Linked DNA regions of Hordeum vulgare: region 1 is linked to region 2. Evidence: chromatin contacts called from public Hi-C data. All regions are on one chromosome and are shown on one strand. Each heading gives the region's core, a stretch centred on a gene start, on an enhancer-like site or on the middle of the called end of the contact. The rest is flanking DNA. Distances are from core to core; before and after follow the strand shown.

Region 1 (4,486 bases), core at 479-2,978, 460 kb after region 2:
TTTGGATTCACATGTTTAATGGTAGGATTAGATTTGTCTTAATTCTTCTTTCGAATGCTTAGATGTTTAACTCGTGAAAGGTTTGTATTTGAAGTTTGTTAATCATATTATCATCTTCATTGATCATGATCCATATGATGTCTTGTGTGTACTATGGTATGTTCTTCGTTGTGTTCTCAAGGACATGAAATAAACCTTGTTTCCAGTAATCATGTGAACTTGAACAAAGTTCAATGTTTTGATCTTATGTTGTGGTGTAATTCACTAGTGATGATGTGTGGATGTCGACTTCATATCACTTCATCATTAAGCCTAAAGGAGAGCTTTTTTGATTAGTTTAGTTATCATGGGGAGTTGGAGTGAAATGTATTACCAAATCCTAAGTTTGTGAACTACTATGTGAGGTGGTCGTTGGAACCTTGTAATGTTATGGTTAGATGTTATTTTAATTACTCTATTGTTTGTTCAAGTAAGGACATCACAATAATATATGTTTCACCACACAACAATTAACAAAGCAATGAATGTTAACTCAAGTGAACTAGATGAAAGCAACTTGGTGAAATCCCCGTGTGTGCTCGAGAGGGATTTGATCCCTACAGGTAATACAACTGGCATGTCCTTAGCATAATTAAGGATTGGGTCATTTTTATAAATATTGTACCTTTGTCACAAATTATGTACTTACAATTATTTGTGTGATCAAACAAATCATCAAACAATCTTTATACCTTTTTATTATGATTTTTTACAAGTTTCCACCAACCAATTCTATTTGCTTCTTGTTGGGTTCAACATTCTTATTTATATAAAAGAGGTACAATAATTTTTTAGATACTCCATACATCGGCTCTCTAAAAATGTTCATTTATTAGAGGGATGTTCCAAACATCGTACGTGTCTAAGAACGCCGAGACATGGTTAAGGACAATGTTCCCCCTCGATTTCATTCGTCGAAATGAGAGTCCTATTTACGCGAAAGGAGAGAAGAAACCGTTGAAACGCAATTTTGACAATCTTCAATACAGAAAACTTATTAAGGAACGGGGAGCCGGTGAATATGCTCTGGCATGAAACTAAACTAGGAATGACCGGATTTTTTCACATAACATGCCCAACAAGAGTGCCATTATTATTATATCTTCAAAATGAGAAAATGCCATTATTTTTGCTGGGAAAGGAGGGATCAAAATCTTGGTAACAACACTTTTAGCAAGGTGGGGCTAGAAACAAGACGAACCACCTATTTCTAGGAACAGAAGCATTTCAAAACAGCCGCAACACTCAATCGACACTTTAAAAAGGGCCAAATGCACAATCGTACAAGCGCATATATGCAGTTTCACAATTAGTATTTCGAATCGTTTATTCCGCCCTCGTTGGTTGGAGGAATTTTATAGCCAGCAGTTGTGGGCGTACAGCAATCACAGAAAGAGCAGGCTGTAAATTTTTCACCACATGAAGAGAACATATCATGTCTCTAACCATTTCCCGAAATTAGAAAAGCAACCGGCTACACAAGCAAATCCTGCACATCCAACTGGAGCAGCAGCCCCCAAATTGGCTTTCAATCACTCCTTGGGCTCCAGCAGCCCTCACTCGGCTCAGTTCGGATGTTCCCAGACCGCTGAGCAAGCTAGCAGGCAAGCAAGCAGTGTCTCTCCTCCCTACCAAAAAAAAAAAGCTCTCTCTTTTCTCCCCTGCGCCTACACGCATACGCACATTGACAGGGAGCGGCGGCTGCAGCAAGGAGGGAAACAGACCCTCTCTCCTCACTAAATCCCAAATCCTGCTCTTATCATCCTGTTTTCCTGCCTCCCTTCTGCCTCCTGCTCTCCAAAGCTCCCACACACACACACACACACACACACACAAGCCCAAGAGGAGAGAGAGTGAAAGAAGGCAGCAGCAGCAGCAAAAGCTTTTGCCTCCCTCCCCCCCGCCGCCGTCCCCCCTCCTAAAATGTGATGTCCAATCCATCAGATTGCTTCTAGTTCAGTCCCCCACTCCTCTCCTCCCCTGGGTCAGTCCCTTGCCCACCACTGTTCCCCCTCCCTCCGTCATGCACCCTCCGCGTTCCTCTTCTTGATTCTTTTTCTCATGGTTTTTTCTATTTCTTTTTCCTCCTAGTTATGGGATCCGGCGAGCTGGATGGACGCGCATTGGAGCAGCAGCAGCAGCAGTAGCGGAGGCGAAGCTCCAGCCGGGGGATCTGGATCCGAGGCACCACCACCGGGGTCCTCACGGAGGCGACGGCGCAGGAGGCGGCGGCGGCGGCGGCGGCGGCGGCGGCGGCGGGCAACAGGAGGCTGCGGATGAGGAGCAGCAGCAGCAGCAGCAGCAACAGCACCACCACTACCGGCTGCTGCAGCTGCACCAAGAAGTGCAGCAGGACCAAGAACCTCCGCCCGCCCCCGTCTTCCAGCTCTCGCACCTGCAGGCCGCGTCCGTGAGGCAGCCGGGCTCGTCCGCCGAGTATGCCCTTCTCGCGCCCATGGGCGACGCCGGCCAGTCCCACTCCCATCATCACCACGGGCTCCAGACGCAGCTCCTGTCTTTCGGAGGCGCCGGGAACCACCACCATCACATGCATCAGTTCACGGCGCAGGCGCAGCCGCCCCCGGCATCCCAGACGCGGGCGCGAGGAGGACGAGGCGGCGAGATGGTGCCGGCGACGCCCGCGCGGGTGAGGGGCGGCGGAGGCGGGGAGATCGTGGCAGTGCAGGGAGGGCACATTGTGCGCTCCACGGGGCGGAAAGACCGTCACAGCAAGGTCTGCACGGCGCGCGGGCCTCGCGACCGGCGCGTGCGGCTGTCGGCGCACACGGCCATCCAGTTCTACGACGTACAAGACCGGCTGGGCTACGACCGCCCCAGCAAGGCCGTCGATTGGCTCATCAAGAACGCCAAGGACGCCATCGACAACCTCGACACCCTTCCCGCTTGGCAGCCCACGGCAGTCGCCCCTGCCGCCAGCAATGCCGCCGCGCCGCCGTCCTCCTCAACCCAGCCTGACTCCGCCGACAACTCGGACGACCAGGCGCAGGCCATCACCATCGCGCACTCGTCGTTCGACTTCGCCGGGTCTGGTGGCGCTGGAGGAGCTACGGGCGGCATCAGCTTCCTCCCGCCGTCGCTCGACTCGGATTCCATCGCGGACACGATCAAGTCGTTCTTCCCCATGGGCGGGACCGCGGGCGGGGAGCCGTCGTCGTCCACTGTGGCTGCGCACTCGTCGGCCATGGGTTTTCAAGGCTACACCCCGGACCTCCTGTCGCGAACCGGCAGCCAGAGCCAGGAACTCCGGCTGTCGCTGCAGCCGTTACCAGACCCTATGTTTCATCACCACCACCAGCAGCAGGAGCAGCACCGGTCGGATGGCCACGACGGCAACGGCACCGCCCAGCAGGCACTATTCCCCGGTGCGACCAGTTACTCATTTGGCGGCGGCGGCGCCATGTGGGCCGAGCAGGCGCCGAGCCAGCGCATGATGCCGTGGAACGTGCCCGACCCAGGCGGCGGGAGCACCGGCGGCTACCTGTTCAACGTGTCGCAGCAGGCGGCGCATATGCAGGCGGCGCTGAGTGGCCAGAGCCAGTTCTTCTTCCAGAGGGGACCCCTTCAGTCCAGTAACCAGCCCTCCGACCGAGGATGGCCGGAGACCGTCGAAGCTGACGACAACAACCCGATGCAGCAGCAGCACCACCAAGGGGGCTTGAACCCTTCCGTGTCGGCCATCGGGTTCGGGCCCGGCGTCAGCTTCTCCGGGTTCCGCGTCCCCGCGAGGATGCAGGGCAACGAGGAGCACAGCGGCGGCAATGGCGACAAGCCGCCGTCCGTTTCCTCGGCTTCCCGCCACTGACAGCAGCAGCAGTGGACGACAGATGACTTCACCACCAACCTCCACAGCGTACCAGTAACGACATCCGCCATCAGCTCCTCCACTTGCATCACTGTGAGAATTCTCATGTCCTAACTGACTTGTACTGTTGTACCATAATTCTGCCTGTTCTCCATTACTGCATTGCCGTCGACCCTTCCTTGAAGGCGATTCCTGATTGGTTCTTCATCCTCTTGCAGGGTGCGAAAAGCTAATTCGATGCCGCTTCTTCACAGGAGCTGGCGATCGATTGCAACTAGGAGGAGCAAAATCAGGAACTGGTTCTACGTCTGGCTGGTTGGTTGGTTGGTTGGTTTTCCATCTCTTCTGCTGCGTGTGTCATTGGCTTTTGCTTCAAGATCACTCGGAGCTTCTTAGAATTAGGCTTGTGAGAAGTGCAGCGACATAGCTATCTGGTCAGCCAGCCAGCCTCTCTGTTGCGTTGCATTAGGTGTAGTTGATGTTGTAGTTTGCTGTAGGTCAAAGCTCGATTGCGTTCTTTCTTTCACTTGTTGCTGTATGCATGTTACTACTAGATGTTGTTGTCAAACTTATAAATGGGTGATGGATAGGGAGAGGAGTCTATCACTCCATCTTTCTTTATCT
Region 2 (4,788 bases), core at 1,229-3,728:
CCGCCGCCTTCGAAGAGAATGAAATGAGACTATGACTGCCATTTATCAAGTCACATAAAAAAGGGCAAACGAAGGGGCACTCCTTACTAAAAGAAGCAGGAAAACCATTCCCCAGCTAGGAGAACAGGCAGCGCAATCGATCCCGACGCTCAAGGTGGGTACCGATGAGTTCGTAATCGATCCCGATGTTGCTAAAGAGATGGCTAGAGAGGCCGGTGTCACTGTTGCACAACTCCTAGGCAACGAGAACATTCCCATGGTGGAAGGGGATAACCAACTAGTATGGACATTTCAACCAAAGAAACCTCTAGTCAGGCCTGAGCTTGTCAAGCAGCTATGAACGAAAATGTACACACTCCATAGCTGGTACGTGAAGGAAGCAGAACTCAGGGTACATGCCTCATGGTGAAAGTCAAGGCAGAGCATTTCTTCAATGAAAAAGATTTATGGATTGACAATCCAGAATTTTGGCAGTTATACAATCAAGACGCACTCGACAAATCTCTCGTCAGTGGCTATTGTGTGTAAGTAATTTCTTTGTCTAATTCAAGTCCCTAGCTCATCGGCTCGTTCATTTGCCTTTAATTATCCTCACTATATTCTTTTGTGTGTGGTGTTATGCAGAATGAAGATGTTTGAAATGAAAAAAGATGGGGGATATGATATTGGCTTCATTGACCCAAATACATTTATGAGAAGGCGGTAATAGAATTCCCAAAATATACACAGGAGAACTTGTCTGGTTTTTGGAGGTACTAAGTCACAATGCAAAAATATTATTTCCTTGCAACTTTAGGTGAGTGTTACTCTCTTGTAGTATAAATTCTATTTTGCATACCCGGTCGATGTTAAGTTTACGTATAGTGCTTGATGAGGTGCAATCATGCCCGCTTATACAACGCAGATTCCACTCGATCCTGCTAGTCATTACAGTTGACGAGGGAAATGTTCACGCACTGGACTCACTAAGAAAAGACGAGGACGAGTACATGTCCCTGAAGTTGATTCTCAACCAGTAATTTCAATCAATATCGCACTATGTCGGCCTCTTTAGTTCATTTCTTGATATCAATTAATCAATGACTACTTTTATTCTTTTTCTTTGTCGGACAGGGTTTGGAGCCTGTTCATCAAGAATGTTCGCGGTGAATGAAAACCAAAGCTGCGATGGACACCGTCCAGGGTAATTAAGTAGTACTAGCTACGTTCGCGCATCTCTTTAGTTCTAGTTTCAATACCATTATAATGTTTGATTATTATGTGACTGGATTCTATTCTCGTAAAGTATTGCATGCGGAAGGAACCGGGGAATAATCTATGTGCGTACTATGTTTGCGAGAACGTTCGCTTTATGACCGAACGGGTCAAAATCCAGGAAATCTTGAGGTGCGTAAAGAATATTCACAATTTTTATATCATGGTCTAATATATATATGCACATATAAAATATTCATATTGGTCTCCTTCTTTAAAAGATATCGGAGAAGCGGAAGGAACTCCTCCGAACGAAACGCATACGAGCACTTCAAAAGGAAATTTCAGGATTTTTGCTGGAGCAGGTCATAGATCCCAACGAAGAATATCACTTCACCAATTAATGCATGCATGTAATTGATCCACAAGTTGTAAGAGAAATTGTATATACCAAATATATATATATATATATATATATATATATATATATATATATATATGTGTGTGTGTGTATGTGTGTGTGTGTGTTATAATATGCATGCATGGTCATATGAGAAATTTTATGATATATGATTGGTCCTATGAGAAATCATATGATATATGCATAATGTGTACGGTATGTACTAGCGTAGGATATGTTCTAAATGAAAAAAAATTAAATGGAAAACAAAAAATGAAAAGCAAAAATAAACAATAAACCCAGAACCCCAAATCATCAAAGCTTGTAATCCGGGTAGGTGTTACCAACCGAGACTAAAGATTCCGGACACGCCACGCTTGGTGTCAGTCACGTGGAAGTGTATTAATCCCGGTCATGACAAACCGAGACTAAGCGGTCTTTAGCCCCAAGTTAATAGTTCCGGTTGCTGAACCCGAACTATCGACCCTTATCAACCGGAACTATAGAACCTTAACAACCGAAATTATAGGCCCGTTTTTTACTAGCGAAAACCAATATGAAGTGACCAAGTACTTTGTAAATGCATAAAATAACAGGACGCAAAGTTTCACATTTGTCAAAAGATAACACCCATGCTGTACAGCACTATGCACCATTCAAATAATCGACTTGCATGAGGAAAACTGGTTGCATGCGGTACACTGTGCCTTAAGTCACCAGTGCGAGTTACTGTTCTCTGTGGCAGCCAGTACGGCGCTACGCTATTGAAATCAATGATCATGGTCACAAATCATTGGTCGCCAGAGATGCCACCTCAAGCGCATCTCGATCGAACTTTTATTCCTTGACGTTCACACCGACCGGCCGCCGTGTAAAGCGACGTGTCAGTCGTAGAGGTTTCTGGCCGTTGAGACAATCGCGTTGAGACCGTGCCCATCAGTTGGTTGATCCAGCTACCCTTCCGGACGTTTCCGTCGTCACCACACGTCGACCGATCACCCGATCGGATATCTATTGTCACACTAATATTGCCAGATTCGCTATCTTGTTGTGCCCGCGCCTATCACTGGATAGAAGCAGAAATCAACCAATTAAAGAGTCAAAGACTACAGTTGCTGTCAGGTACCGTTGGGCCTGTCATCGACATGCATAGCATATAGAGGCGCGATTGCGCTTCAGTACCCAGGAGTCGGAGCCGGAGCCCATCTGCACATGCCCTAGCTGAGCAGCCACGCAAACAAATCCTGATGGCAATGCATTTTGTGCAATCACGCATGCAACAACTGAACAAAGCCTATGGAGTTGAGAGGCAAGTGCCGTGGTTCGTGACCAGCAGGTGCGGTCCGAATTATGTTGAAATATATCGTCCGCCTCTGTGAATCGGTTCGAACTTTTGAATGAAGCACAAATTCAATAGAGTGCATAAAAAGATGGCGTGCACAAGGGAGGGGGAAAGCGAACTACTCGTGCGCCGCATGTGTAGATCGTCACCCTACCTACGGCTAGATTGTCAGAGTGGCTAGCGGCTAGAAGAGATGGAGCCGCAGGAGGCACAGATCGTGACGTTCATCATCGATGCCGGCCGGGCCAGAGCGCCTGCCAACCGATGATCGCTGCACACACTAGCTAGCTACTAGCTGGCTGGCTACCTCCCGGCGTTACAGCGCAGTGGCAGTGCTAGCTGCGGCATGCAGGAAAGGCATTCTCAGCATGCTTGCAGAGCTATGCTGCAGCAACCCGCGCCTGGCTGGCCGGTCGAGGTGCATGCATATGCATGCGGCCCTAGCTTCACCGGTGACTCTGCTTGTCATCATTCCCTCACAGGCTACACACATAGCTACGCCTAGGGCCGGGTATGATGATCGTAAGTGATCATCCATCATGGGACATTTTTGTGTTTTGACCTTTAGGGCTAACTAATTTCGGAATTAACCTTGCATTCAAAAAAAAATTCGAATCTCGCTTTCATGACGCCAACATCTTTGACGTCTGGGCCATGGGCTTTGGCGTTAAGTGAAGTATCCCACGAGAGAGTGGATGGGACCAACCCTACTCACTCTTCTCAATCCAGCGCGAGCTTGCTCCTTTCATTCCGCTCTTCCCCTCTCTCCAACACCTCAAGCTCCCCTCCCCCCATCAAATCCTCCCCAAAAGATGCTTCCCTAGGTGGATCCTTCCATCACTTTGTTGCTTGTGATAATATTTCTTGAATCATCCAATTTTTTTTGGGTCAAATCTTGTTATTTTGCTAGATTTTTTACATCTTGAAGAAATCCTAGTTCATGCTTTTCCCCTAATTTTGGCGTGTGTGAGTATCTTCTTTATATTTGGTAATAGGGATGAGCTTGTTGTAGTAGAAATATTTGCTTCATGAGTAGAAAGTTTGTGGTTTAGGATGGTTAATTAGTGTTTAGGGTAAACATTAGTTAGTGTATCTTAATTAATGTCATTTTATGAACATCATTAACAATTTAGTGTTGATATGATTTGGGTATAATGTATTGTTTTTAGACAACCAACAATTGTCATTGATGAGTTTAATTCATTCAAGTTGTCTTTAGATGGGGAGACTTCTTAATGTTCATTATATGGACAAGGAGGCATTCTTGATTAACAATGCCGACGCAGATGAACAATCAATTGTTTTTATACGAGCCCTATCTATGATGAGGTTGTCGCAAAAGTGAGACGTGTCTTAGAGCGGATGTACCTCAATGATGGTGTTAAGTTAATAGGAAGGTGTGATGTTGTAGTTTGAGTCAAATCTCGCTTCAAAAGTATGCCTGTCACCTCTTACTTGCATTGGGATGTGTACCTGGAAAAAGTTGCCCAATCAGAAGACGGGTCACTTGAATTGTTTGCTACCAAGGTTTAACCTCCTCGGTTTGCAATTGACTTGCATCGGCGTGTCTCTTCCCCAATGACCGAGAGGACAAGTGTGCCTTTTGTTGAGCATACGATTGTGATAGATGCATCCAATGCTTATATCCAACCACCAACTAGCCAAGAAAATGAGGTTGAATTGTATGACCCTCAATCTTTTAGACAACCACCAACTAGCCAAGCAAATGAAGTTGATGTGATTGCTAATGAGAAAGTAATTGAAGACGATGGCGATGGTGATTTGGTAGAGCTAGATGAAGGGTTTCATGGTATTGATGTTGGTGACTTGGATGCGTACATAGTGCAAAAGT

What was found. Hi-C and Micro-C count contacts between places; a contact is called where the count stands out from the background.
Region 1: a contact with region 2 is called in a Hi-C map of leaf, with 2.9 times the contacts expected there. The contact joins the promoter of LOC123443148 here to the enhancer-like site in region 2. A contact is called at or near these places in 2 of 6 Hi-C or Micro-C datasets (leaf and seedling) and 1 of 1 datasets of contacts at active chromatin or transcription factors (embryo).

What each region holds. Positions count from the first base shown.
Region 1 is chr3H:106,439,435-106,443,920 of MorexV3_pseudomolecules_assembly, forward strand. LOC123443148 (transcription factor PCF5) reads left to right here and starts at 1,729. Exons shown (of 3, transcript XM_045119432.1): 1 at 1,729-2,023; 2 at 2,131-3,955; 3 at 4,081-4,486. The coding sequence starts at 2,495. The coding sequence ends at 3,862.
Region 2 is chr3H:105,979,278-105,984,065 of MorexV3_pseudomolecules_assembly, forward strand. No RefSeq gene overlaps it. Among protein-coding and RNA genes, the nearest start is that of LOC123443146, 130 kb to the left of the region's middle. Within about 2 kb of position 2,479, at least 2 of the 3 cell types and tissues checked have open chromatin away from gene starts, as enhancers often do. A contact at or near this core is called in leaf, where this site is marked.